Linked DNA regions of Mus musculus: region 2 is linked to region 1. A link is a contact called in public Hi-C data. All regions are on one chromosome and are shown on one strand. Each heading gives the region's core, a stretch centred on a gene start, on an enhancer-like site or on the middle of the called end of the contact. The rest is flanking DNA. Distances are from core to core; before and after follow the strand shown. Region 1 holds the start of Zfp354a (zinc finger protein 354A). Region 2 overlaps Col23a1 (collagen, type XXIII, alpha 1).

Region 1 (7,118 bases), core at 4,370-6,869:
GAACCAAGTGCAGCTGAGTTACTTGGTGAAAAGGTTAGGACTTAGGTTCTAAGTAATGATCACATTGCCTCATGATTTCTTCTTTTTGAATACAAGATCTCACTCTAGTCCAGGTTGGACTGGAACTTACTATGTAGCACAGGCTGGCCTTAAACTACCATCACTTCTGCGTTAAGACTCCTGAGTGCCAAGACTGCAAGCATGAGCCTCCATACCCATCCATGTGATCATTACTAATAGTGGGTAATATGCGCACAGAGAACCACCAAAATTCTCCTTAGACAGTGAGAGTGCAGGTGAGGATGGGCTGTGAGTGCTGGTTAGAGTTATCTGACACTCAAGGCAGGATCTTCAAGGGTCAACCACAGGCTAAAGAGGCATCAGTCTTGGTATCTCAGAGGGAGCAGGGCCATGCCAAACCTGTCTCATATCACTATGAACCCTTACGTCTCTTCCACAAAAGTAAGCCTAAAGTAATTCCCACTATCAACCATTTCATCCATAAATGTGTCAAAACTACCCACATGACCCTACCCAAGTTAAAAACATTGTTCGCAGGTAGTCTCACCCTTATGATACACAGAAACCACAAATAAGCCAAATGACTCTCATGTAAAGGCATTCGTGGAAATACTCTATGTTGAATTAGTCACTGGCTCATTTGGCTTTCACTATTTAAGGAGGGCTTTTCGTTTTATTTATATGGTGCAAGTTATTCCTGTATTTTCTGCATAACCAGAAGCCTACTCTGCCAGCACTGGAAAATCGAAATAAACGAAACAAGCCGCCTCCAGATACAGATGCAGAGGAAGACAGAGATCACGCGCCCATGTGCTATGCGGGGATGGTGTGGAAGGAGAATGAGCCTGCTGAGGTGAAGAACATGGAGGAAGGAACCCTGGGCAGAATCCTGGGAAACCCAGGAAGGCAACTACAAGAGCTCTTGGCCATCAAGAAAAGGAGAAGGCAGGTAGATAAGTCAGGTACAAAGTCCTTGAGGCAGAACAGGAGACCACCATGGTGAGGACTCTGCCTTGGGCTCCATGGGACGGAAGTCGCTAGTTTTAAGGCTGTGGCTGACCTCCATCGTAGCACCTGTGTAAAATCAGGAAAAGCTGCCTTCCTCTGAACGGATTATAACCCCAGAGGCCAGCAGATGGCTGACAACCCCACACGGTTCAGCAGACTCTTGGTGGCTTCTGACATTAAAAATGATAAAAGGAAAAGAAAAGGGGGCTGGGGGGACTTCTCACTGGAGATGTGATTACTAGACCATTTCTGGAATTTAAAAATGTCCGGATTTCGGAATATTTGTGCATTTGGACACCCGCCAAGCCTGTTCGATACACAAGTGGTTTCACCCATGATTCTTAGTGTAGCTATGCAGGAAGAGCGCAGCCTCACTGCTTAGGCTCTGCGCCAATTCTTAAGCAAGAGACCCAAAGGAAGACATCCTTCAAGCCATGGCCTCTCACCTCCAGTTTAAGACTTACAAACCCAGGGACAACAAAGGCTGTTTCACATTTTTTATGTGTAAGGGTGCATAAAAAAGGGTGTCCCACATGCATCCCTGAGGCACACAGAGATCAAAGAAGGGCATCAGAAGCCCTAGAGCTGGAGTTATGAATGGTTAGGTGGGTGATGGAACCTGAACTCAGGTTCTCTACAAAATCAGCCAATGCACTAAAGAACTGAGCCCTGTATTTGTTATTTTAGTTTTGAAGGGGAAAGTAACTTTGCGAGTTCACCAGTGAGGGATCTTCCCCAACTCATCAGCCCTTAGTTTCTATCACCATAGCAACACCTCTGTTGAGCCTCCCTTTAGGTTACTTCAGGTCTGGCTCACAAGGTCTTTTCTTTTAACCATCTTGTAAAAACAGTTTTCCAGGATCCTAACCCCCAGCTGGTCGGCTCAAGGGTCCAAGGGTTCTGATCTCACTTGTGAGTTCCAACCCTTATAGAACCCCTCACCAGAGATCCGTATCCAAGCACTTCACTTATACATTGAATGAAAACCACCACCACCCCAAATCATCACACGGGGTCTCTCTAGAGCCCTAAGCAGGGGCCTTCATCTAGACCCCGCTATCTTTTCCTTCATTCCTGCAGTGGCGCCCTAAGGTTGTCTGGCTGCATCTCAAGTTCAATCCATCCTCCATAGTGCACCTCACAGCACTTCCTGAATGTAACAGCTCTTTGTAACAACTTACAACATTATATACAAATAAAGACTCTTTTTCCGGGCCCATTTTTAAAGGGTACATTGTTGCCTCCTCACCCTTCTCTCTGTGCACACAATTTTCTTTCAATCTAATCTCGACAGTGCTCTGAAACCTGCCTCACTCCTTGACACTCTCTGAGATGGTGGCTGTCAGAACAAGGACATACCATAGTTTCTTCAGCTGGTTAACTAAGAGACCTTTCAATTGTTTCTGATTAGAACCAGCTTTCTGAGAGCTACCCACAAGTACAGTGGCCATTTGCAGTGCAGATGCTAGCAGCTCCCATGTCCAGGACACAGCTCTTGGAACAGCACCAAGGCCCTCGTTACAGGATCCCTACATGCATAGCCTTCCCACCGTTTCCTTTTCCTTTACATTTTGAACTCCAACCTGAGTGAGTTCTTTATCATCCCTTAAATATACCATACTTCTTAAATGAGCTCTGAAAACGCAGCCCTCCTCAGAAACAACCAACAAGAAAAAAAAGACCCCAAGAAATTCATTCGGGACATGATCAGAAGAGAATAACAGAGCTAGCCCAGATTTCAGTTTCCCTCCACTGCTCTTATCTAATTTACGGATAATTTATTGAGTTGTTTGTTTACTTTGTTTCATTGGTGTGTGTGTGTGTGTGTGTGTGTGTGTGTGCGCGCACGCGCGTGCTGGGAGTTGAACCCAGGGCTTTTTGTGTGTTAGACAGGTGTTCTTACCACTGAGCTCCATCCCAGTCCCTGACCACCTCTTTCTTCTTTAAAGATTTATTTATTTTATATATATAAGACATTGTCATTGCCTTCAGATACACCAGAAGAGGGTGTCAGATCTCATTACAGATAAGACATTGTCATTGCCTTCAGATACACCAGAAGAGGGTGTCAGATCTCATTACAGACGGTTGGGAGCCACCATGTCGTTGCTGGGATTTGAACTCAGGACCTCTGGAAGAGCAGTCAGTGCTCTTAACCACTGAGCTGTCTCTCCAGCCTCCCACCCCCTCCACCCCGGCCATCTCTTGTGGACTGAGAACCTGAAGACATTTCCCAACCCACACTCTAAGCTGCACCCTCTCCTTATTCACCACACTGGAGCCTGCAGAGACTGCCAGGCCTGCGCACACACTCACCGAGAGAGAAGCCTCCAGGGCCTTCTTCCTCCACCTTCCAGGGATCCTCTCCTTGCTGCAGCAGGGAGATCACTTTTGGTTTGGTAAACGGGAATCCTGCTTGTAGACAAGATGAGCTCAGTAACCAGAAGCCTCAAATGTTTCCCTCACAAGGCCCTTTGCAGAAAAACACATAGCAAAGGAGATGGGCAAGAGGTTCCAGAGATGGAACAAAGCTCTCTGCTGAGAGATGAACCAAGCAAGCATGGAATGACTGCTGGTTGGGAAGATGCCCAGACTATGAACCTTTGCTTCATACCAAGGGAAGCGGTGCCCTCACTGCCACGCCCGCTCCACTGCACATGGGCAGTTCCAGGCCTGCTGTGCAAAGTGTGTGTCAATGCTTACTTATAAGGTCATATTTGTAAGGCCTGAAGGCAAAACTCTGCTAAGATTTCACAATGAAATCTCCATTTGGAAGAGAAGGCACGAGGTCTCGCTTGTGAGTCTCTGCCCACAGGGCACTCTCTTACCCAGCGAGGCCAGGTTGCTGTAGTTCTCCAGCATCACCTCACGGTACAGGCTTCTCTGAGAGGGAACCAGCTTCTTCCACTCATCCCGGGTAAAGAGCACGGCCACGTCTTCAAATGTCAACGACACCTGTGAGGGACAGACAACTCCATGGGAGAAGCCACCCTATAGCCTCAGGCTTTGACACACATGTGCAGATGTATATCCTCACACAGAGATACAGCCATCCAAACACGTGACCAAGTACATGAGAATACGCATATACACATGTATGCACACCACATCATACATACATACACGATAAGAAAAAAACTTTCATGGAAATTGTACAAGCAAAAGATAAAACCATAAAGTGGGAAAAACAACAACAACAACCAACCAACCAACCAACCACCACAGACTGGAGAAGGCTTGGTGAACAACATAAGGATTGTCAAGAAGAAAGAAGAAAAAAATAGAAAACCAATTTTGGTAAGGGCAGAGAATGAAACAGACAAGTGCGGGAGGCAGGACCAGAAAAAAAAGGAATTTTCTCAAGTACGTATGTGTATTCTGTCCCAGGTACCTGGCAAGTTACTTGTGGAATTTGTAGGCATACACCAGACTGGCACCAGGCAACAATAGCCTGTCTATCAAGAGATACATAAGACTGGAACTGTGAACATGGGGTGTGCTCCCCACAGAATCCACCACCCACGGAGGGAGGACCAACTGCTCCAAGGAGGGCATGGGCGATGAAACCCGGTGAAGGCTGAACTGCGTGGATAACTGTCAGAAGGAAAACCAAACAAAATCCGCTCCTTCTGCTACGAAATGAACCGGCAAGGTGCTTACCTGAGATGTCGCTTCCCATTGCTCAGGAGCCATCTTCTTTCTGAAGGTTCTTCTTCCAAAGATGGGTGAAGATGAGGGAGGATCTGAGGGTGGAAAGAAGAAAGGAGTAGTACCTGTTGCTCGGCACCTGTCAGAAGCAGCATCTCCGAAAGTGTCCCATCATCTGAGCCTGGCTCTTCTGCCTCAAGAGAGGGAACCAGGAGCTGGGGGTGGGCATCAGAGAATCGACAAGTCACCAGTCTTCTTGTCCGTGGATGTCCAGAAGCAAGATTCAGGCGACACTGTACTCCATAACCGAGGGGACTCACTGAGCTCCCATGTGAACACCCTTAGACTGTTCACCACATCTCAGCAGGCACTTTCCAGCCCCTTTGGGAAGGAAATTGAAGTCTGAATGCGGCCACAGTGGGGGCGCCTCCGGTTTTGCCCCCTCAGATTGACCACGGGCAGGGACGGTGTTCTTCCTTATAACACGTTGCCCACCCGACTGCACTGCTGCTGTCAGAGATCGATTTCCAGAATACCAGGGGAAAACTCCAGAAAGGGGACCAATAGTAGCCCAGGACAAGAGAGCTGCACGGAAAACACAGCCTGCGTGGTCACTGCCCGGGCGGTGGGGAGCAGGTCACTTGCAGTCCAGAGCCAAGGCCACTGGGAGCGCGCGTTCTGGGGAGGGGGACGCGCAGGAGGCCGCCGAGCCAAACCCAGCCCAGCCCCTGTCTGACGTCCGAACATATCGAGCCTTCACTCACCTTCCCTCCTCCGGCTCCCGCCGCGCCTCACATATGCTCTGAGCCGCCGCGGGTAAGGACTCTGCACGGGGACCTTGGCCCCTAGCCTCGAGCCGCGCCACAGACGCCCTAAGACCCGCGAAGGCTCACGGGGGGGTCAGATCTTGGGGTCCAGAGGGTGGTGGCCGCGGAGCCCTCTGGGAAATGTAGTCCACTTCGAGACACAGGGATTCTGGGATTTGAAGTTCCTCGGTTTGTCTGATGCACAGATTACTTGGAAGGTCAGAGTGGACACCGGGAATCAAACACCTGCTTGTTAGGTAAATAATAAAAGATGTTGCAGGTTAGTGGAAAGGAAGCTGGCACGAAGTACCCTTTAGAAGAGCTTTTTTTTTTTTTTTTTTTTTTTTTTTTTTATAAGGTATTAGTAGGGCTGGAGAGGTGCTCAGCGGTTTAAGAGTCCTTGCTGCTCTTGTTGAGGACCTAGGTTCAATCCCCACTACCCATATCAGTTGCTCACAATGGCCTGTAACTGCAGTGCCTGGGTTCCAATACCCCCTTCTGGCATCTCCGGGCAGCGGATGCATTCCATGCTCATACACACTCACTCATACACACAAGTAATAAATGTCCTTAAAATTCTTCTTTTCCCACAAATAACAACAGCGGGGAGGGGGGAAGTTATTAGAATCAGGCTGAAGGCAGCCACGATGGAGATCTGACGGGCAAAGCTTATCAAATATCCTTCAGCTCCCAAGGACAGGAATTCTGTATTCTTACAAGTTTGGGGAAGTTTGTGTTGACACATGGCCCAACTTGTGTGCCAGGAGTCAAAAGAAAAGGTAGGAAGGCAGTAGATGCAAGCTAAGTTATAACTCAAGGTTGTCTGGGGTGTCTGTTGGAGCTAGGGTGGCAGCTGAGAGAGGAAGAGAGAGATAACTTAGCTCTGTGAGCCTTGTCAATGTCACAGCACATTGCTTGTATCAACTCTCAGTCCAAAGAGGGAGAGACTACAGGAGTGTGTGGTCTGACTTTTCAGAGTACGCTGTACAGTCTGTGTTCTAACGGTCACGCACCAAGCCCTATTATGAGCCATTTGAAAAACTGAATAAAACAAATGTCATTATCCTGAAGTACTTTATTTTTTGTAAAAGGCAAGAACCAGACAACAAGCCACGAACATAATTAGATAGGGATCTAGAAGATACCTGTAATAAGACCAAAAACAAAACAAAAAAACAACAAAACAAAAAACAAAAAAGAAGAAAAGACAAACAACAAAAGAAGGGTAGGGCAAAGCAAGGGCAGCCTGGGCAGACAAGAATGAAGCACGGGGTTGAGGCAACAACTCAGGAGAGGCAGAATTGTAGCAGTTGTAGTTTTGTGGCTGTGACACTCACTTGAGAAGAATAACTTAAGGGTCTAAAATAAAGGGCCAGTTTGGGGCCGTGGTTGGCAGGTTAAAGTCCTCGCCTGACTGACTCCATTGACTGTCGGCTCAGAGCAAGGCAGCAGAATGTCACAGAAGGACAAGGAAGATGAAAGCCGTGGAGCTGAAGGCAGCCAGGAAGCAAAGAGCAGCTAACAGGAAGGGGTGGGGCCAAAATAGACCCTTCAAGGACATCCCTAGAAACCCATCTTCTCTAGCCAGGCCACACCCCCTACAGCTCCATAACACCCCAAAACTGGTTGAAAGAC
Region 2 (6,783 bases), core at 2,541-5,040, 480 kb before region 1:
CATATGGTTCTGATTTCTCAGGCCTGGCTGTTTGCATACACATGGACTAGTCTGGTTTTTAACCATTTCCCAAACTTGAGTTCCCTGCCCCAGGGCAAAGGAAGAAAGGGCCTCAGTGTGGAGGTCCAGCTGTGGTTTGTGCCCTGCTTGTGGCCTGCTACTCTTTCCAGAGACCCTAGGTCTGGGTGCTTTGCCGAGTAGCCTCTGTACCCCAAGTCGTAGCAAGCTCTAGACTCACAGGTGTGTCAAGTGGCACGAAGCTGAGGACAGCTATGAATGCAGCCAGGTATAACATTGTAAACTTATTTAAACTATTAGGTTTTTTTTTATTGTGTTTATGAGTTGATCACATCATTCCCAAGTGTGAACTTTGCAATAGATGTACAGTTGAGGGCTGGTGAGATGACTCAGAGGGTAAAGGTGCTTGCAGCCAAGCCTGACAACCCAAGTTCAATTCCTGGAACCTACATGGTGCAAGGCGAGAACTGACTACTGAAAATGGAATTGTCTGCTCATCTCCATAGGAAGACATAGCATGCATAGTCTCTCTCTCTCTCTCTCTCTCTCTCTCTCTCTCTCTCTCTGTCTCCCTCTCCCCCTCCTTCCCTCTCCCTCCCCCCCCCACACATACACACACAAATAAGTATTAGATGTACAGATGATGACATCATTGTGCAATGTCAAAAGCTAGAGATTTTGTCAAGTAACAACCACAAGGTTAAAAAATAAAAACAAAACCCATTACCACAACAAAACCCTTCAAACCAACCAAATTAGCAGCCGTGTTGAAAACAAAAACAAAACTGGACAGTTCACTTCACTACACAGACTTTGGAATTGTCTAGAAAAGCAGGAAGGCTTCCTAGCCCCTGGGACATGCTCTTGCCCTCCCAGGCCTGCACTGCCTTCTCAGGGTTACGGCCCGAGGGCCCTTGCTCCACTCTTTCCTTTTGCTTCACATCCGCTGGCTGCCTAGGAGAGTGACCCGCTGGGTGTAGGGGCACGGGTGTGCAACCCTTGGCCTGGGCCTCTTTCAGCCGTGATACTCTGAGCCATGGAAGCAGCTGGCTTCTATTTCGTGGCGAGGGCTTGCTCAGTGAGTGGCCCGTGTTGGCTGGAAGCAATTACATCTATGTCCCCATCAAACACCATGGCTGGAAGAGAAGGTATTTAAAGGACTAAGCCTTTGAACTGATCCCAAATATCTGCTTAAATTACTTATTCACCCTTTCCTGGTATTTGGTGCGGAGGAACACGATTACCTTGTCAGGTATCAGGAAAAATTGCCCCTCTTCGGGGAGAGGGAATAAAGGGCCTTGATTCCCAGTGGGTGTGGAAGAATGGAGTTTGAGACTGGGGAGTTGAGCTGTGCCTCTCTGAGATGCTTGTGTGCCAGGGAGCACTGGACATAGTACACAGGCTGGGGCATCCTTTCAGCCCCAAACAGCCTGCTGTGTGACTTGGACTCTACTGTGGATCCAGGGACCAGTGACAGAGATAGCTCACAGTTGACGGAGGCTCTGTGTGTGTTCTGTGCCTCCTGGTTCACGAGCAGAGCCCCTTGACCATATCCAGGCCAAGCCCCTGCTTTGTCTGTGGTCTGATGGAGGTACCTGTTTCTGTTCTCCCTGTCTACTCACGCAGGATCTCCTAGGCTGCTCTCCCTCCTTCTTTTGTGTGCAGGACTGATTCACAGGAGGCAGTGCACCACCGGCCTCCCTCCCTCCCACCCCAGCTCTCCTACCCCGAGCTGCAGCACGGATCTTTCTTGATTTCTGTAGACAACATAGGCATAAAAAGTAACACCACCAGCAACAAGGTTGCAAACTGTATGGCTCTAAAGTACACAGCAAAGTTGGATTCTCAGCTTTTCTTGGATCTGCTGTGAGGATTGCCCTGCATGGGCTGACGTGCAGGACTTCATTCAGACTCACGCAGTCCACCTAGCCCACGCCCCAGCTCGTACGCTTTCCTGTTGGCAGGTTTCTAGTTCTTATATTTATTTATATATTCTAAATACTATTATATAAAACTATAATTCTTATGTATACTAATTACATAATTAATATCAAAATATATAAAGGAATTAAATTCTAACTTAAAATAAAATATAAATTAACAATATTAATCATCTACAAATATAATTGTTATATTCTTATGGTACATAATTTTTACATTATGATATTTTTCTTTATTAGGTGGTACATGTGAGCTCACATTTCAGGAGCTGAACGGTCTCTCTGGTCTGTACTCCTGAGCACAACTCGCCTCCCTCCCAGACCAGCCTCCTCTATCGATCGTGTCCATCCCTGATTTTCTGAACAGACAGACAAGGAATGGGATGACAGGCTGGCTACGCCCCTGCCCTTAGACCTCAAGAACAAGCTGTCCATTTCTTCTTGGATGCTTGTGTCCTTTGGGATAGGGAAGTGGAATGGGCAGGATGGCTCTCCTGGGACTCAGACATCAGAGGAAGGGCACAGTTGACTCCTTAGTGAGGCTGGCTGCCTCAACCGAGTGCTCCTTATCAGCCTGACTCTGTCTGGGGGTGGGGACTTCTGAACCTCACTTTTGTCAGCACCCACCTGGCTTATGCTTGGTTTTTGGCTTTTCTTTTTCTTTGAGACAGGGTCTCACTGATCACTCTGTAGATCAGGCCGGCTTCAAACTCAGTGATCTGCCTGTTTACTGCTGAGATGAAAGGTGTTTGCTCGTCGCTGTTCTGTGTTGAGGAAGGGTTTCACATAGCTTAGGTGAGTACCATAATGCCTGTTTTTTGTTTGTTTGCTTGTGTTCTTTTGAGACAGGGTTCTCTGTGTAGCCCTAGCAGTCCTGGAACTTGCTCTGTAGACCAGGCTGGCCTTGAACTCAGAGATCTGTCTCCCAAGTATTGGAATTAAAGGCGCACACCACCACAGCCTGGCTTTCATGACTGTTTTTTTTTTTTTTTTTTTTTTAATGTGGCGTAGGAATTATTCCCATAGGGCTGGCAAGATGGCTCAGCGGGTAAGAGCACTGACTGCTCTTCCGAAGGTCCTGAGTTCAAATCCCAGCAACCACATGGTGGCTCACAACTACCTGTAATGAAACCTGACGCCTTCATCTGGTGCATCTGAAGACAGCTACAGTGTACTTATGTATAATAATAAATAAATCTTTGGGCTAGAGCAAGCAGGGACTAAGTCAGCCGGGCCAACGAGAATGAGCGGGGTTGACCAGAGGGAACAGAGGTCCTAAAAATTCAATTCCCAACAACCACATGAAGGCTCACAACCATCTGTACAGTTGCACTGTACTCACATTCATTAAATAAATACGTAAATCTTTACAAAAAAAAAAAAAGGGGGAGGATCCCCATAGAACCCAAGGCCTTATTTATATTAGGCACACAGACTACAAAGTCAGCTATATTCCCAGCCCCCTACTTCAGTTTTTGTTCTTATATCACACCTCCCTTTCCTGAGGCTGCAGCCCTGTCCCCGCCTGATGTGGGTTTGCAGGTAGGTAGGTGCTCACAGCTACTAAACCCTCTTGACACTGACCACAGCCTAATGTGAAGCTGGAGCTTAGGTGACTTGTGGATCTTTCTCTGGATCAGTCGTAGGCTTCTAGGATGGATTTCTTGCTACTATCTGTAAAATGCCAAACTGCCCGGAGCTGAGAATAAACGTTTGTTGAACAATGTTTACACATGACAGTGATTCCATGAACGAAAGGTCCAATTTCCCACCAGCCCCGGTGTCTGAACGCCGGTGAGCACTAGGGGGCGCCCTTGATTTGTTATCTGCTAGTGAAAGCCAACTCCTGCCCTGGTGTCACAGCGCTAGAGGCTCTGTACTTAGTATGCTCACCCAGGCAAAGCTTGCTAGCCTCAAGGGCTCCCCCTGCTGGACTGAATGATCATTAAGCGACAGGAACTGTCATTCACTGAACCCGGTATGAGTGCCCAGTCCTGGAGCTCCCAGGAACCATCCACTTGGATCTCCTAATTGCTACCAGGGATGCAAAGAACATAATATCTATGAGGAGTGAGATATGCCTGAGATCGCACAGTCTATGGGGACCCCAAACTCATTCTTTCTCAAGTCATGGGAGGCGGCAGGAACAGCTTCCTACTCACATACTGTCTTCTCCCCAGTCTTTTTATGACTTGGCCCAGTTCTGTGAACAGGCTCCTCCACGCAGTAGGCTGTGTGTGGTGAAATGAAGAGAGGTGCCAGGCAGCAGCCAGTCTGCAGGTACCACTCCATGGCTGGTTGCTGGCAACCAGTAAGCAGCCGGCCCATTCTCCTCTGCTGGCCTCTTGTGGTACTGTTTCCTCTTCCAGAGTGACCTGTGGGCAGGAGGCCCCTGTACCAGGAAGGTGCAGAAACAGGAGAGGGTGTGCGGCCCTGGAACCTGAGCAGCGGACCCAAAGCGCAGGCCCCATGACTGCCTGTGGTCATCTCTCTTTCCTTGGCTGCCTCACACGTGACATGATGGGAAACTGAGGAATGGAGAGCCTCACCCCGACCATGGCAGGACTGAAGAAGTACCTGTTTTGTTCTGCCTGGGGGAAGGCTGGGAAGGAAGCCCGTATGGAGGACCTCTTCTGCAAGCCCAGCTGGCTCTGTCTTTGAGGTTCCAATCTGGGGACTATTATGGGGGACTCAGGAAGTGGGTGTTCACCCCTCCTCCCTCTGCCCAGCATCTTGGGGGCTGGGAGCTGCCCCGCAGGGGTCAGATGGGAGTGAGCCAGGGGATGTTAGAATTTAAGAAAGCATATGAATTTGGGGGGTATTACAGATGAATCATTTAACTAATTACATTTTTACAATCAAAGCTGTTTTTGAACTGGAAGAGTGTAAGGAAGCGTCTGAGTGTGTGGTGGTCATGGCTTTTTTTTTTTTTTTTTTTTTTTTTTGTTCGCCTGATTAATTCCAAACAGTCCAATTGAGTTATTCACTTGGAAATTGGTCCCAGGCTGGAGCCCTGTCTCAAAGACCACATTTCAGCCCCCAGCTTACTCTGTCCTTTGGGACCTCAGCTGTCGATGCCTGACTGATGTTGGAGGCTTTGCAGGTCCTGCCTCCCTGGGTACTGTGAGTTTAACCAGACGGGGCCTGTGGGTGGTGCTCGGTCCTGGGAGATGCCTGCGTGAGGGTTTCTGATTCCAGTGGGACCTGCCTCATGCCCCATGAAGATCTGATTCCTCATTAAAATTTTTTATTGTGTTTATTTATTGTGTGTTGTGCGGGTTGAGAGTGTCGTGGTAATTACTTGAAGGTCAGAGGACAACTCCCAGGCGTCGGTTTTCTCTTTCCACCATGGGGGTCTTGGAGAGTGAACTTAGTGGTCTGGCTTCGCAGCAAGCACCTTTGCCTGCTGAGCCATATAGCAGGCCCCAGATCCTAACAGAAGGTTTTTGCTCAGGCTGAGCCTCATGTCCTGGCAACTCTTCTATCTCAGTTTTCAATTCTATCTTTGTCAATAAACTACTGTAGACTTCTCCTGGTGAGATTCCTCCTTCCTTCTGCCTCTGCCTCAAAAGCAGGAGACCTTTAAAACATGTGGTGGGAGGAAAACATTATTTAAAATGCTGGTCATCAGAAGTATTTCCGGAGGCTGGAGGTAGAGCACAGTGGAAGACTGCCTAGTGTGCAATTAAAATCTATTTTCAATTTCTAGTACTGCCAAACACACACACACACACACACATGCACACACACACACACACAGAGACACAGACACCCACACCACACAGACACACACACCACAGACACAGATATACACACACATACACACACACACAGACACACACACCACACACTCACACAGACACAGACACACACACACACACACAGAGACACAGACACCTACACCACACACAGACACAGACACCCACACCACACACACAGACACACACACACCACACACTCAAACAGACACAGACACACACACACACCTACACACACACACAGACACCTACACCACACACAGACACAGACACCCACACCACACACACAGACACACACACACCACACACTCAAACAGACACCGACACACACACACCTACACACACACACAGACACCTACACCACACACAGACACAGACACCCACACCACACACACAGACACACACAGACACAGAGACACACACACCACACACACAGACACAGAGACACACACACCACACACACATACACACAGACACAGACAGAGAGAGACACACACACACAGAGACACACACACAGACATAAACACACACACACCATAAACACACACACACACACACACACACACACACACACACACACACTCTGGCAGGCTCCGTGGCAAATGTCTGTAATCCTAGTACTTGCAAGATGGAGGAGGCAGGGAGACCAGGGATTCAAGGTCATCTTTACTATGCAGGAAATTCAAGGCCAGCCTGGGATACACGGAGCATTTGTGTGCACATAATCAGATAACTAAGACAGGACTTGATTCTAAATGAAATTCACACAGGGCTCATATATATTTTATACATAGAGCTCAAAGGTAATCTTATTTTATATTTATAATTTAATTTTTGGTGTTTTGAGACAGAGTCTCATAGTCTAAGCTGGCCTGGGATTCTCTGTGTAGCCCAGGCTGCCCTCAAATTTGTGATCTTCCTGCTTTAGCCTCCCAAGGACCTGGATTAGAGATATGTGTCATGGTGTTACAAGTTATCTCTCTGTCTGTCTCTGTCTCTCTATCTGTATGTGTGCATGCATGTATCTGTGTGCATGCAAGTGTATGTGTGTATGTGTGCATGCATGT

Evidence for each region. A called contact is a pair of places that touch in the nucleus more often than the background predicts.
Region 2: a Hi-C map of stem cell-derived neural stem cells shows a contact between it and region 1, with 2.3 times the contacts expected there. The contact joins the enhancer-like site here to the promoter of Zfp354a in region 1. A contact is called at or near these places in 5 of 39 promoter capture datasets (embryonic stem cells, hippocampal neurons, liver and 1 more), 19 of 484 Hi-C or Micro-C datasets (the HL-1 cell line, the N1E-115 cell line, adipose-derived mesenchymal stem cells and 9 more), 5 of 115 datasets of contacts at active chromatin or transcription factors (astrocytes, embryonic limb bud, embryonic midbrain and 2 more) and 1 of 9 other capture datasets (macrophages).

The regions. Positions count from the first base shown.
Region 1 is chr11:51,057,726-51,064,843 of GRCm38.p6, reverse strand. Zfp354a (zinc finger protein 354A) reads right to left here and starts at 5,619. Exons shown (of 5, transcript NM_009329.4): 1 at 5,442-5,619; 2 at 4,690-4,772; 3 at 3,858-3,984; 4 at 3,346-3,441. The coding sequence starts at 4,722.
Region 2 is chr11:51,536,863-51,543,645 of GRCm38.p6, reverse strand. The region is part of intron 5 of Col23a1 (collagen, type XXIII, alpha 1); the gene reads right to left. Among named protein-coding and RNA genes, the nearest start is that of Phykpl, 45 kb to the left of the region's middle. Within about 2 kb of position 3,790, at least 38 of the 459 cell types and tissues checked have an H3K27ac peak or open chromatin away from gene starts, as enhancers often do. A contact at or near this core is called in stem cell-derived neural stem cells, where this site is marked.